Linked DNA regions of Sus scrofa: regions 2 and 3 are each linked to region 1. A link is a contact called in public HiChIP or PLAC-seq and promoter capture Hi-C data. All regions are on one chromosome and are shown on one strand. The core of a region is the stretch at or near the end of the contact, and the rest is flanking DNA. Distances in the headings are between cores, read along the strand shown. Region 1 holds the start of TBC1D24 (TBC1 domain family member 24). Region 2 holds the start of ECI1 (enoyl-CoA delta isomerase 1). Region 3 holds the start of E4F1 (transcription factor E4F1).

What was found. Promoter capture Hi-C pulls out the DNA fragments that hold promoters and counts their contacts. HiChIP or PLAC-seq counts read pairs in DNA pulled down with a chosen protein or histone mark.
Region 2: a contact with region 1 is called in a promoter capture Hi-C map of liver, with 4 times the contacts expected there. The contact joins the promoter of ECI1 here to the promoter of TBC1D24 in region 1. A contact is called at or near these places in 1 of 5 promoter capture datasets (liver), 2 of 47 Hi-C or Micro-C datasets (embryonic fibroblasts and omental adipose tissue) and 2 of 2 datasets of contacts at active chromatin or transcription factors (alveolar macrophages and skeletal muscle).
Region 3: a contact with region 1 is called in an H3K27ac HiChIP or PLAC-seq map of alveolar macrophages. The contact joins the promoter of E4F1 here to the promoter of TBC1D24 in region 1. A contact is called at or near these places in 1 of 47 Hi-C or Micro-C datasets (omental adipose tissue) and 1 of 2 datasets of contacts at active chromatin or transcription factors (alveolar macrophages).

What each region holds. Positions count from the first base shown.
Region 1 is chr3:39,570,693-39,574,804 of Sscrofa11.1, reverse strand. TBC1D24 (TBC1 domain family member 24) reads left to right here and starts at 2,488. Exons shown (of 10, transcript XM_021086761.1): 1 at 2,488-3,566. NTN3 (netrin-3) reads left to right here. Exons shown (of 7, transcript XM_021086754.1): 1 at 1-761; 2 at 833-1,021; 3 at 1,112-1,261; 4 at 1,405-1,455; 5 at 1,583-1,657; 6 at 1,926-2,144; 7 at 2,147-2,375. The coding sequence ends at 2,274.
Region 2 is chr3:39,748,911-39,753,566 of Sscrofa11.1, reverse strand. ECI1 (enoyl-CoA delta isomerase 1) reads right to left here and starts at 2,825. Exons shown (of 7, transcript NM_001285973.1): 1 at 2,745-2,825; 2 at 2,543-2,656; 3 at 489-616. The coding sequence starts at 2,796. It overlaps RNPS1 (RNA-binding protein with serine-rich domain 1), which reads right to left. Exons shown (of 8, transcript XM_003481099.4): 8 at 3,967-4,656.
Region 3 is chr3:39,770,911-39,775,089 of Sscrofa11.1, reverse strand. It overlaps E4F1 (transcription factor E4F1), which reads left to right and starts at 2,066. Exons shown (of 21, transcript XM_021086766.1): 1 at 2,066-3,081. The coding sequence starts at 2,922.

The DNA.
Region 1 (4,112 bases), core at 1,239-3,738:
CAGCACGTGCGGGCGGCCGGCCACGCGGGCCTGCGACGCTTCGGACCCGCGCCGAGCACACCCGGCCGCCCTCCTGACCTCCGCGGGGGGCACCGCGAGCCCTGTGTGCTGGCGGTCGGACTCGCTGACGCAGGTGCCCCTCAACGTGACCCTCACAGTGCCCCTCGGCAAGGCTTTCGAGCTGGTGTTCGTGAGCTTGCGCTTCTGCTCGGCACCCCCCACCTCCGTGGCCCTGCTCAAGTCGCAGGACCATGGCCGAAGCTGGGCCCCACTCGGCTTCTTCTCCTCCCGCTGTGGCCTGGACTACGGCCGTTTGCCTGCCCCCGTGGATGGCCCAGCCGGCCCGGGGCCTGAAGCCCTGTGCTTCCCTGAGCCCCAGGCCCAGCCTGACGGTGGTGGCCTTCTAGCCTTCAGCGTGCAGGACGGCAGCCCACCAGGCCTGGATCTGGACAGCAGCCCAGTGCTCCAAGACTGGGTGACCGCCACAGACATTCAGGTGGTGCTCACAAGGCCTACAGTACTGGGGGACACGAGGGACGCTGCGGCCGTGGTTTCTTACTCTTATTCAGCCACTGAGCTCCAGGTGGGCGGGCGCTGCAAATGCAATGGACATGCCTCCAAGTGCCTGCTGGACACCCAGGGCCACTTGATCTGCGACTGCCGGCATGGCACCGAGGGCCCCGACTGCGGCCGATGCAAGCCTTTCTACTGCGACAGGCCATGGCAGCGGGCCACTGCCCGGGAAGCCCACGCCTGCCTTGGTGAGGCCTTGGAGGGTGGCCCGGGGATCTCAGACTGGGCCGCCTTGTCCCTGACTCATCCTTCCCTGCAGCTTGCTCCTGCAATGGCCATGCCCGCCGCTGCCGCTTCAACATGGAGCTGTATCGACTGTCCGGCCGCCGCAGTGGCGGGGTCTGCCTCAACTGCCGGCACAATACCGCCGGTCGGCACTGCCACTACTGCCGGGAGGGCTTCTATCGAGACCCGGGCCGTGCCCTGAGTGACCGCCGTGCTTGCAGGGGTGAGCCTGCCATCAGCCACCCACACACCCTCGCCCTCCACTTTTCCACATCCCCAGATGGGCTTCTGACCATCCCACTTCTATCCTCAGCCTGTGACTGTCACCCTGTTGGTGCTGCTGGCAAAACCTGCAACCAGACCACAGGCCAGTGTCCCTGCAAGGACGGCGTCACTGGCCTTACCTGCAACCGCTGTGCCCCTGGCTTCCAGCAGAGCCGCTCTCCAGTAGCACCCTGCGTTAGTGAGTGGCACTGCCCTGCTTAGAACACCTCAGCCCAGGGCACCCCCAGCTCCATGCTGCTGTCTGCCTGTCCCCTGGGTCCTGCAGACCCCACCCCCGCCCCCGGCCCGCTCAAATGCAGGCCATTATCCCATCCCCCACAGAGACCCCTGTCCCTGGACCGACTGAGGAGAGCAACCCCGTGGAGCCCCAAGGTGAGTGGAGGTCCCAGAGGGGCAGGTCCATGCGGGGAGGGGGCTATGGATTCCAGGAGGGGAGGAAGAGAGGGTGAGGGAAAGAGATGGGCATCTGTGCCAACCTCCTCCCGCACCCTCCTCCCAGACTGTGACTTGCACTGCAAACCCGCCCGTGGTAGCTACCGCATCAGCCTGAAGAAGTTCTGCAGGAAGGACTATGGTAGGCCGCCCGCAGGCCTCCTGCCCCCAGCCTCCTCACCTTGCCCTACTTTCCTTGTGGGGCGTCCTGACCCTCGCTGGGTCCCGAGGCCATCCCCCACCCCTCAGATCCTCCGCTGTCTCCGGCCCCCGCCCCGTCAGCCCCCTTGGCCTCTCGGTGCTTCTCCGCCACCCCCTCCGACCCTCGCGGGCGCCGCGCCGGGTGCTCCTCTGCGCGGCCCGGCCCCGCCCCGCTTCGCCTGACCCCGCCCCTTTCACCTCCCTCGCAGCGGTGCAGGTGGCTGTGGGCGCGCGCGGCGAGGCGCGCGGCTCCTGGACACGCTTCCCGGTGGCCGTGCTCGCCGTGTTCCGGAGCGGCGAGGAGCGCGCGCGGCGCGGGAGCAGCGCCCTGTGGGTGCCGGCTCGGGACGCAGCCTGCGGCTGCCCGCGCCTACTGCCGGGCCGCCACTACCTGCTGCTGGGGGGCGGGCCGGGGGCCGCAGTCGGGGGCCCGGGGGCCGGGGGCCCGGTCTCAGTGCCGCCCGCGGAAGCCTCGTGCTGCCCTGGCGGGATGCGTGGACGCGGCGCCTCCGGAGGCTTCAGCGGCGCGAACGGCGGGGGCGCTGCGGGACGGCCTGACCCCACTGGCCGGGTGGGGGCCGGCGGGGCGGTTCCCACACATCAAGGCGCACGTTCTTGCAGTGTATCCGCCTACCGAGGAGTCATTGCTTGTGTCGCGCGAATCTCCATCTGCCCCACCAGCCCCCGACCTTGCCCCGCGCCTCCCTCGGTGCCTTGAGCTTCTGCCCAGGAGTGTGACAGACGCAACGACACCCCCGTCCCAACAAAGAGGGATGTGCTAGCCCCTAAGAGCGGCTTCGAGGCCTGCTTGGGCAGCTGTCATTAAGACGACTCCTTGCCCGCCCCCCCCACCCCGAGCTACCTGCGGCTTCCAAGGGACACAAGGATACCCCCAGAGGGCCGTGAACCCCCTGTGGGCCGGAACTTAGAGGCTCTGCGAACACTCCAAGGGCTGCCTTACCAACCCCACCCTGGGATGTCGTGGTCCCTCAGAAGTCCCACCTTCCTAAAAGTGACACCCCCAACATTTACGTACCCCTTTGTGATGCCAGGACCCACAGAAAGCGAGAACACCCTAAGGGCTGCTGTGATTCCACGGACTGTGTTCCGCCAAAGAGCGCTCTGACTCCCCAAGAGGCACTGTGGCCACGACAGACGCCTCTGGACCCCCACGGGGCTCGGTGACACTGGCTCTCCCACCCTCTCTGAGGATAAGCAGAGGGCGCTGTAACTCCTCCCCCAACGAGGATGGTGGCCTCTGGTTCCCGTCTGACCCGCTTGTCACCTCTGCCTGCTGGGAGTCCGTGTCCCTGTCCCTGCTGCGACTCTACCTCTTTTTTGGCCTGTTGTGTCCCTGTCCCTTGTCTCCATCTGGCTGTCTCTCTCAGCCTCTCACGTCCCTCCCCGAGGACCCCCTGCACCTTTCGCCCGCTCCGGATCGGACGACGTGCCCAAGCGGACGCGCGTCCCTAAGTCTACGCGTGATCCGGAGCGACAGCGGCTCCCGCGGGCAGCCCTGCAGACTCCCCAGATGCCTCCCGCCTCGCCGGCTGCTAAGCGGGTCAGCCCCCCCGCCCCCGTCCACTCTCTCGCGCCCGCGGGCGGGGGGCAGCGCGCGTACTCGCATTCCTCGCACTGGGACCCACGCACAGCTGGCGCATGCTCCTGCCGCCTTGCCGCGGGGCGTCAGCGCGCATGCCCAGAGCCCGATGCAGCGGAGACCAGCGGGCGCCCCGGGTGGGCAGCTGGCGGCGCGTCTCGGCTGGGGCGGGGCCGCGTGCGCGCGTGCGCAGAAAGGCGGGCGCTCGATCTCTCGGCAAGCTGAGGAGAAAGCGGCGCGGCGGGCGGAGGTGGGTGCGCGGCCGGCGCGGGTGGGCGGAGGTGGGCGCGCGGCCGGGCGGGCGGAAGCGAGACGGCCCGGCGCGGAGACCGCGGGGGCGGCGGGGCCGGGTGGGGGGCTGTCATCGCGGCCCCGGTGTGCTGAGGGAGGGGACGTGGGGGCCTGGCTGCGGGGCCTCTGTCCGAGACCCGGCGCGCGGCGGGGCGGCCGGCGCGCGGGTCCGGGGTCTGGGGCCCGCGCATCCGGGGCCCGAAGCCGTCTGCCTGGCGTTGCCAGCTCCCCGCGGACCGAGCGCCGGCCTGGGCGGGACGTGGGGCCGGGGCTGATCTCGACCCCGCCCCGCCGGACATCCCCCCGGGGGCAGAGCCAGCGCCCCCCACCAGGCTGTGTCCGCGCGCCGACCGGCTCCGGGCGTGGCGGCGGTCGGAAAGAGCTGTCTCTGTGTCACTCCTTCCTTGGGGCGCTTTCCGTCTCTGCGGGGAAGGAAATCCGCTTCTGGACTCAACACTTGCAACAGATTCTCTGATAACATTCTGCCTTCGAAGACCTGCAGCAG
Region 2 (4,656 bases), core at 1,576-4,075, 180 kb before region 1:
GAGCCCTGTTGTCACCAGCGTTTTCTGGCTTGTAGGGGGCAGTGCTCACGTTCCCCTCGAGAACTCAGAGGGAAGACGCCCGCCCTCTGAGAACTCGACTCTGCCCAGAGAGGAACGGAGAGCACGGTTCTGGGGCAGCCCGGGCGCATGGCACAGGAAGCTGCTGCCAAGTTGGCACAGGATCTACCCTTTGTGGAGTCCAGGGGCCTTCAGGTGATCCCCAGAAAGATGTCACCGTCCTCAGGCACTCCGTCCCGGGGTGTGGTGCGTGCCCCGGGGGCCGGCCCCACAACCAGGAGGGCCTGAGGTGGAGCAGCTGTCTCCTGTGGAAGAACCACCGGTCCACGGCCACGGTCCCCCTGAGCCCCACGACGAGCCCCAGCCAGGACGACAATCCCCAGAAGGCCGGGGGGTTCTCCGCACCACGGGACGGGTGGTCTGGACTCTGATCAGAGACGGCGGGGCCCCGGGGGCTGAGGGGCACCCACCGATGTCAGGATGACACCGCGGAAGACCTTGTCGTTCTCCAGCTTCTCCAGGCTGATGACGAGCTCCGTCAGCAGCTCCAGGCTGAGGCTGTTCACCGGGGGGTTCCTGAGCTTCATCACAGCGACCCCTAGTCAGAAAGCCACGAGGACAAAGCTCATGCCCAGCCCAGTGAGGTCCCCCCAGCATCCTGCCCCCTCAGCCGGGCCACGGGAAGCTACACGGGTTTTATTGGCTTTGAAGTGAGATTCACATAAGGTGAAATTAACCATTTGAAAGTTAATAATTCAGGGAGTTCCCGTCATGGTGCAGTGGTTAACACATCTGACTAGGAACCATGAGGTTGCAGGTTTGATTCCTGGCCTGGCTCAGTGGGTTAAGGATCTGGTGTTGCTATGGCTGTGGTGTAGGCCAGCAGCTACAGCTCCGATTAGACCCCATATGCCATGGGTGTGGCCCTGAAAAGACCAAAAAACCCCCCCAAAAAACAACAAAAACCCCAAAGTACCTTTTGTACCTCTTCAAAGGCAACCCAACCCAACCCAACCAAACAAACCCTTTGGAGACTTTTAAGAGGTGTTCACAGGGGCCAGGTAGGAGTGATTTCACTTGTGGCTCCTGCTTTAATTAAAACAAGTGTCTGGGAGTGCCTGTAGTGGCTCAGCAGAAATGAATCTGACTAGCATCCATGAAGACGCAGGTTTGATCCCTGGCCTCGCTCACTGGGTGAAGGATCTGGCCTTGCCATGAGCTGTGGTGTAGGTCGCAGATGTTGCTCGGATCCCAAGGTGCTGTGGCTCTGATGTAGGCCAGTGGCTACAGCTCGGATTTGACCTGTAGCCTGGAGACCTCCATCTGCTGTGGGTGTGGGCCTAAAAAGACAAGCACACACGCACAAAACACCCAAGTATCTGCTGGGCTCTGTATTACTAAAGCTGAAAACACTGTATATCAAAATACTTTATGTTCACATTCCAATTTAATAGCTCCTGATGAAGGAGCACATGCTCCAAAACTTTATTTTTTTGTCTTTTTGCCTTTTCTAGGGCCGCTTCCTGCGGCATATGGAGGTTCCCAGGCTAGGGGTCGAATCGGAGCTGTAGCTGCCAGCCTACACCAGAGCCACAGCAACGCAGGATCTGAGCCGTGTCTGCAACCTACACCACATCTCAAGGCAACGCCGGATCCTTAACCCCTGAGCAAGGCCAGGGATTGAACCCGAAACCTCATGGTTCCTAGTCGGATTCGTTAACCACGGAGCCATGACGGGAACTCCCCTTTTTTTTTTTTTTTTTTTTTTTCTTTTTTGTCTTTCTGCCTTTTCTAGGGCTGCTTCTGCTGCATATGGAGGTTCCCAGGCTAGGGGTAAAATGGAGCTGTAGCCGCTGGCCTACGCCACAGCCACAGCAACGTGGGATCCAAGCCGTGTCTGCAACCTACACCGCAGCTCAAGGCAACGCCGGATCCTTAACCCCTGAGCGAGGCCAGGGATTGAACCCGCAACCTCATGGTTCCTAGTCGGATTCGTTAACCACTGCCCCACGATGGGAACTCCTAAAACTTCAAAAACAGAAACATTTTTTATCTTCAGTGAAGTGGGGGATCAAACAGACTATTGACCTTAACACTTGGACTCAACAGAAACTCTGTTTTCCTTTTTACAGAAGTACTTGCGGCTAAGAAGTTCCCAGGCCAGAAGTGGAATCCGGCCAGCCAGCACCACAGCGGATCCGAACCGGATCTGCGGCTTCTGCTGCTGTGGCAATGCTGGACTCTTAGCCCACTGAGCGAGGACAGCGATCGCACGTGCATCCTCACAGACTCTATGTTGGGTTCTTAACCCGCTGAGCCACAGAGGGAATTCCAAGAAACTGACTTTAAAACTGAGCTTTATCTCGCAGCCTTTCCAAGTTCGATAGCTTTCACTGGGTCTGGATGTCGGTTCCGGGCCCGTGTGGCGCGGGCTCCGCCGCCAGCGGCCGCCGCGTCGTGTCCTGCCTCAGCACCTGCAGCAGGCTCTCGGCCGCCGGGATCCCGCCGCGATCCGGGCGCTTACCTGCGGCCGCGGCCGGCTCCACCAGGACGTGCTGGCTCCCGAAGCGCCGCGCGCCGTTCCTGATGCCCGCTGCAGCCTCCGTCCGTCCGAGGGCCACGCCGCGGAGCAGGGCCCCTGCGAAAGGCAGCGCGAAGCCAGTCAGCCTGCCGCCCCACCGGGCCAGGCCCCCGGCGCCCCGGCCCCCCGTGCCCCGGGCACGCACAAGGGCGGAGCAGGGCGCGCGCCGGGAGGCGCAACACCGCCGTCAGCGCCATCTTGACCGCACTGAGCGGGGTCGCGGCCTGACCGCCCCGCCCCTTCCGGCTCAGCCGGCCCCCGCCCCCCTGCCCTGGCCGCCCCGCCGGAGGGCGGGCCGGGCGCAACCAAGGTCACCGTCGGGGCCAGCGGGGAAGCGGGCCAAAGGTGGCCAGTACTTCACCTTCACCCATAGCCGCGGGCAACTGCGTTAGCTGCCGAGAGGGCTGCGAGCTGAAGGGGTTCTAAGGGGGTTTGGGAACCCTGGCGAGCTGCCTTCTAGATTCAGGGGTCACAGCTGAAGCAACCAGATCACACCCACAGACGTGGGCACTGGAAGGGTGCTAACGGGGAGCTTAGAGTCGTAGTGCGCACTCCGGCCTGTGGGTGGCAGCTACAGCTGGTAGTTTAGCCACAGGCATGGGGGGGGGGGATCATAGCCTGATGACCAAGAATGGACCATGCACAAAACAGCAAGTAAACAAAACGTGGGCAGCACACAAGTGAGGCTGGGGACAAGAGGCATCCGCACACTGCCGGCAGGCCCCCAATGCTCCTCCACAAGAAAGGGAAGCCGAGTGAGCTCCTGTCGGGGCTACAGAAATGAATCTGACTAGTATCCATGAGGATGCGGGTTTGATCCTTGGCCTTGCTCAGTGGGTCAGTGATCCAGCATTAGCTGTGAACTGTGGTGTAGGCTGCATATGCGGCTCGGGCCTTGCGTTGCTGTGGCGTAGGCCAGTTGCTACATCTCCGATCGGACCCTTAGTCTGGGAAGCTTCACATGCTGTGGGTGCAGCCCTAAAAAGCAAAGCAAAAAAAAAAAAAAAAAAAAAAAGTAACCCCACCGTTTTATTTGCTTGACCCTATAAGGCGGAGACGAGGGAGGGATGGCTAGCCTGTGTGCACTGTTCTGACCAGTTTAACGCTGGCCACGGTGGTGCATGACTGGGGGGCTTTGTTCTGGAACCTCCTGAGCACTTTCAGTTCTTCCTGTGGAACAAACCGGTCTACAATGTGTGCCTACGGAGCAGCCCAACACCCCTGTGTTTTCCTGGTTGAGAGGTCTTCAAGTGTGACTTTGGAGATGAAACCAAGAGTTTTCAGGTACCCATGTGTTTTTAATTCCCTCCAACTGAAGCTACCGTCTTTGGGGCCAAGGGATGGGAAGGAGGCAGTGATCCTGATGCTTGAGCTGCACACTATTCAAGGTTTATTCAACACAGCCCTTTTACTCTACACAACAAAGTACAAACACAACATTATCTAAAATGCTACAAAGTTACAAAACTCAAAACAGAAAATTTGTAGTACTGACTGTACAATAAAAGCCAAAAAAGCAATGTACACGTTGGTTGCCAAGGTATCCTGCATCGCCGTCAGGAATACCAACACAAGCACTTTCCGTGGTGACCTGCTACGACCAGACACTTTCATTTCGGAGAAAGACATGGGCTGTGTGTGCACGCACACACGAGAATATATGTAAAAACCATTCTGGGCAGGTAAGAGAGGGTATTTGATCCTAGAGGTCAGAGAGGATTCAAGTAGGGGGGAGGCCAGACTAACAGCAACGGCAGCTGCATAAAAGCACATCCTTTCCTGAGGGACCCTGTAAGCCAACAGGTTAGGGCATGACTAGGCCACCAGACTGGCCCCGGGTCAACCAGGGAATGGAAAAAACGTGCTCCCAGGCTGGGGCTGTGCCACTACCTGGCGCCCCCTGCTCATCCCTGCTGGCTCTGCCACTAAACTGACTCCCAGGAACTAGAAACGTGGGATCTTTCTAGCCAGAAAACCATCTTTCCAGGCACATCCCCAAGCCTGCCCCTGAGTGAGAGCCTTCGTTCCTACCCATCCCCCTTTGGCTAGACAACTGA
Region 3 (4,179 bases), core at 817-3,316, 200 kb before region 1:
GTCCCAAGTCTACGTAAAGTCCACTCTGGATCCTGCCCCCCAACCCCCTGAGGCAAAGCCAGTATCTTCAGTGCACTTAGGGCTTTGCTGGTTCACCCGCAGCCTGTTCTGCTGGCCTGAGAACATCTGGTGGGCAGGGGCCATCGTCAACAAGGGCAGGGCATGCAATGTTCCTGCCTGGTGCACCCACTACCTAGGAGAGGAACAACTCCCTCCCTGTGACTTCTTCTTCTTCTTTTTTGCTTTTTAGGGCCACACCTGCAGCATATGGAAGTTCCCAGGCTAGGAGTCCAATGGAAGCAGCCACTGTTGGCTTACACCCCAGCCACAGCAAGGCAGGATCCTTGAGCAAGGCCAGAGATCGAACTCGCATCTTCATGGATCCTAGTCAGGTTCATAACCTGCTGAGCCACAGCGGGAACTCCTTCTTTCGTTTTTTAAAGTTTTATTGAAGTATGGTTGATAAATGCAATTGTTTTAGAGAGGATTTCTGAAATAGAAAGCATACGAGCCCGGAGAGTGCAGGCTGTCTGTCTCCCCTGGGCCAGCTCCTCCTCGTGCCCACCCACACCCAGGCCATCCTGTCTTTGGGATCCTTCCCCACGCTGTTCCTGTGGAGATCTGCCCCCATCTCTTGAATGCTGGCTTTCCCATTAATCCTTTGGGCAGCCTCAAGTGGGGTGTTCTCCTGGCCCTGTCTTCCCAGCTGCCGCCAGAACCGTAGAGCTCCACAACAACCCAGCTGGTCCTCTTCTGGTTTGTCCCTCTCAGAGCCCATCTCTCCTGGATCTTCCTTGCGGACACAGCAGTCAGAGGGATCCTTCGGAAACACTGACCAGCACTCACTCTGCTTACACCCCTGGAATGGTGAATGAGCCCCCCGTAGAAAGCAGCCCCACTGTTACCCCCGCCTAACCTCTGGCGACGTAACCTGTGCCTCACCCTTCTCAGCTCCTGCCAGGCCAAGGGTCCTCGCTTTCCCAGCTGGGCAGCCCTGACATGGAAAAAATATCTGCTTGGTGCCCTTTCAGGGCAGAGCTGCCCACTCCCTGCCCGGGCCGTTGTATCGTGCTTGGGCTCCCCTGGAGACTGGCCTTCTTGGAGTAAAAATGGCATCTGATTCCCCTGAGTCTCTGGAATCCAGCTGAGCCACAGAGAATAACTGAGCTGGGAGAGCATGCCCTATGGGTTTCTAGCCCATGACTCTGGACAGACTTGAGTTAGAATCTTTGGTCTGCCCTTGAGCAAATGTCCTGTCAATTCTGTGCCTCAGTTTCTTCATCGTTAAAATGGGGATGAGAGAGTTCTGGTTGTGGTTCAGCAGGTTAAGAACCTGACTAGTATCCATGAGGATGGAGGTTTGATCCCTGGCCTTGATCAGTGGGTTAAGGATCTGGCATTGCTGAAAGGTGTGGTGTAGATCCCAGATGCAGCTTGGATCCAGTGTTGCTGTGCTGAGGCATTCGACCCCTAGCCCAGGAACTTCCATTGGCCACAGGTGCGGCCATAAAAAGAAAAAAAATTAAAATAAATAAAAGCACTTAGCTTCAAAGACTAATTAAATACTACCTGAAAAAGAATAAAAGGAGGCGTTCCTGCTGTGGCACAATGGGATCAGTGATACCTTGGGAGCACTGGGAGCAGCTTCCATCCCTGGCCCAACGCAGTGGGTTAAGGATCTGGATTTGCTGCAGCTGCGGCTTAGGTCATGACTGCGGCTCAGATCTGATCCCTGTCCTGGGAACTCCACATCCTGCCAGGCAGCCAAAAATGAAAAAAGATAAGAAAAAAAAAAAAAAGAATAAAAGGGACCATTGGGAATTCCCGTCGTGGCTCAGCCGAAACGAATCTGTCGAGTATCCATGAGGACACAAGTTCGATCCTCGGCCTTGATCAGTGGGTTACAGATGTGGCTTGGGTCTGGTGTTGCTGTGGTGTAGGCCAGGGGCTGCAGCTTGGAATCGACCCCTGGCCTGGGAACCTCCGTATGCTTCAGGTGCGGCCCTAAACACACAAACGAAAACCAAAAAACCCCATTATGCTAAGTGAAAGAAACCCGATGCGAAAGACCATGTGTGTCATTCCATTTATGTGATATGTCCAGAAAAGGCTAAGCCATGGAGAAAGAAAATAGTTGCCAGGGGCTGGCGGGGAGGGGAGACGGGGGAGTGACTGGGTACAGGTTTTCTGTTGAAATGATGATGACTTCTCAAACTACATTTCGGTGGTAGTTGCACGACACTGTGTACTGTCACTAACAGTAAATTCTATGTGTACTTATCACAACTAATTAGACAAGAGAATAAAAGTCTTAGGGAAGCTACCCGTGAGCCATCCCCAACTCGGGGGTTGTCTCGAGGTCGCTGGGTCAACATTCAAGGGAGATTCTGTCATCCGAGAAGGGGTCGGGGACGGGCGGCGAACATCACTCTACCGGTCTCAGTTGGAGCGGTGTCCTGGCAGCGGCCCTCAAGCTCATATCCAGGCGGGGCACCCGTGGCTGCACCACCAGCTCAGGGCCGGTCAGGTGGCGCTGCCAGTCCGCCTCGCCCCTCTTCTCAGGCTCTCGAAGCTCGTGGAACCCAAACCCAGCGCTCCAATCGTCAGGGTGGCCCAGCCCCCTGCCGGGCCAAGCCACGCCCCTAGGGCCTTCCACTGGCTCCGCCCCTCCGCCTGTCAGTTCGCTCCACCGTAACCACACCCCTCCCAGCAGGCCCGACCCGTCTCTTCTCACCTAGGGTCTAGCCCCACCTCTGTGGTTCCAGGCCACACCCTCCGGCCCCGCCCCGCCGCCTGCCCATCAAACGCACCCGGGCCCCGCCCCATCGCCCTCAGGTCTGTTTCTCTTGCAGGCCTGGGCGCGGCCCGTTGTTATGACGACACGGTCGTAAATCCGCCATCTTCCTGCGGCGCGTTGCGACATGGAGGGCGCGATGGCAGTGCGGGTGACGGCCGCGCATACGGCAGAAGCCCGGGCCGAAGCCGGGCGGGAAGCAGGCGACCGCGGGGTTGCAGCGGCGGCGGCGGCGGCTTTGGCGCCCAGTGGCTTCCTCGGCCTCCCGGCGCCCTTTAGCGAGGAAGGTAACAGGGCCGGACGGGCCCGGGCGCGGCCAGGGTGGGGGCGGCTCAGACCGGCTGCCGGAGGCCCGGGTGGCCTGCGCTTCGGGCGTGACAGGCCTTTCCAGACCCGGTTCTTTGTGGAGCTCACGTCCCCCCAGGGCCCCTCACGGCCTTGCACGAGCCCCCGAGTTCCTCGGAGCCCCGGGCCCCTCCTGCGGGACTCCCATCACCCTCTTGGACCTAGGTGCCCACCCACGAATACTCACAGGTGTCCAAGCCACGGGGGCTGTCCGTGTAGATGTCTGCGACCGCTTCTCCCGCCAGCCCTGTTCTCAGGGCCCCGGCCTGGCCCCTCTCCGCCTCCGTGTCTGGGCAGGGCCCTGCCCTCCTCCAGGCCCCCTCACACTGCCTCTGACAGGTCTCTAGGGCCCTGGCCGGGGTGTGGCTGGAGGCTCCAGGAGGGCGGGGCATCGGGTCTCTCTAGCCCCGGTGGGAGGCAGCAGAGTCCAGTGGTGGAAAGCTGCAGGGCGCTCTGTCCCAGCCCTGCCCCTTCCTAGCTGTGTGATCCTCGGCAGGTAACCACACACCTCTCTGGATCTCCATTTCCCCTTCCAGAATGGGGATACTGCTGCTGCAATACTGTATTGAGCCCTTTTTCATTCTCTTATTATCATTCCTTCTGTTATTGTTGTTGTTATCATCATCGTCATCATTCCCATTTTGCGGATGAGGAAAATTGAGGTTCAGAGATGTGAAAGTCACCAGGTCCCTTAGCTCCTAAGTATCAAGGACTGACTGGTTGGATGCCAGGATTATATGACTCCTCTGCCTACTCGCTTAACTTCTGGGCTCTGCCACCTCAGGATGGGGTGAGGATCAAATAAGAGCATCATGTGAATCTCTGAGAACAGTTCCGGGGACACACGGAGGGCTCATTCACAGGGCACAGGTAGCTTGTGGAGCCAGAACTGTGCTGTCTACTTTCTGAGCTTGTCCCAGGGAGCTGTAGACTGGGGCCGGGCCGGAGGGGGTTGGCTGGTGATATTAGGGTGGGGGTCTCTGTCCCCACAGGATGTGTATTCTCAGCATATTTTTTCTTGTTCTTTCTTATTCCAGTTT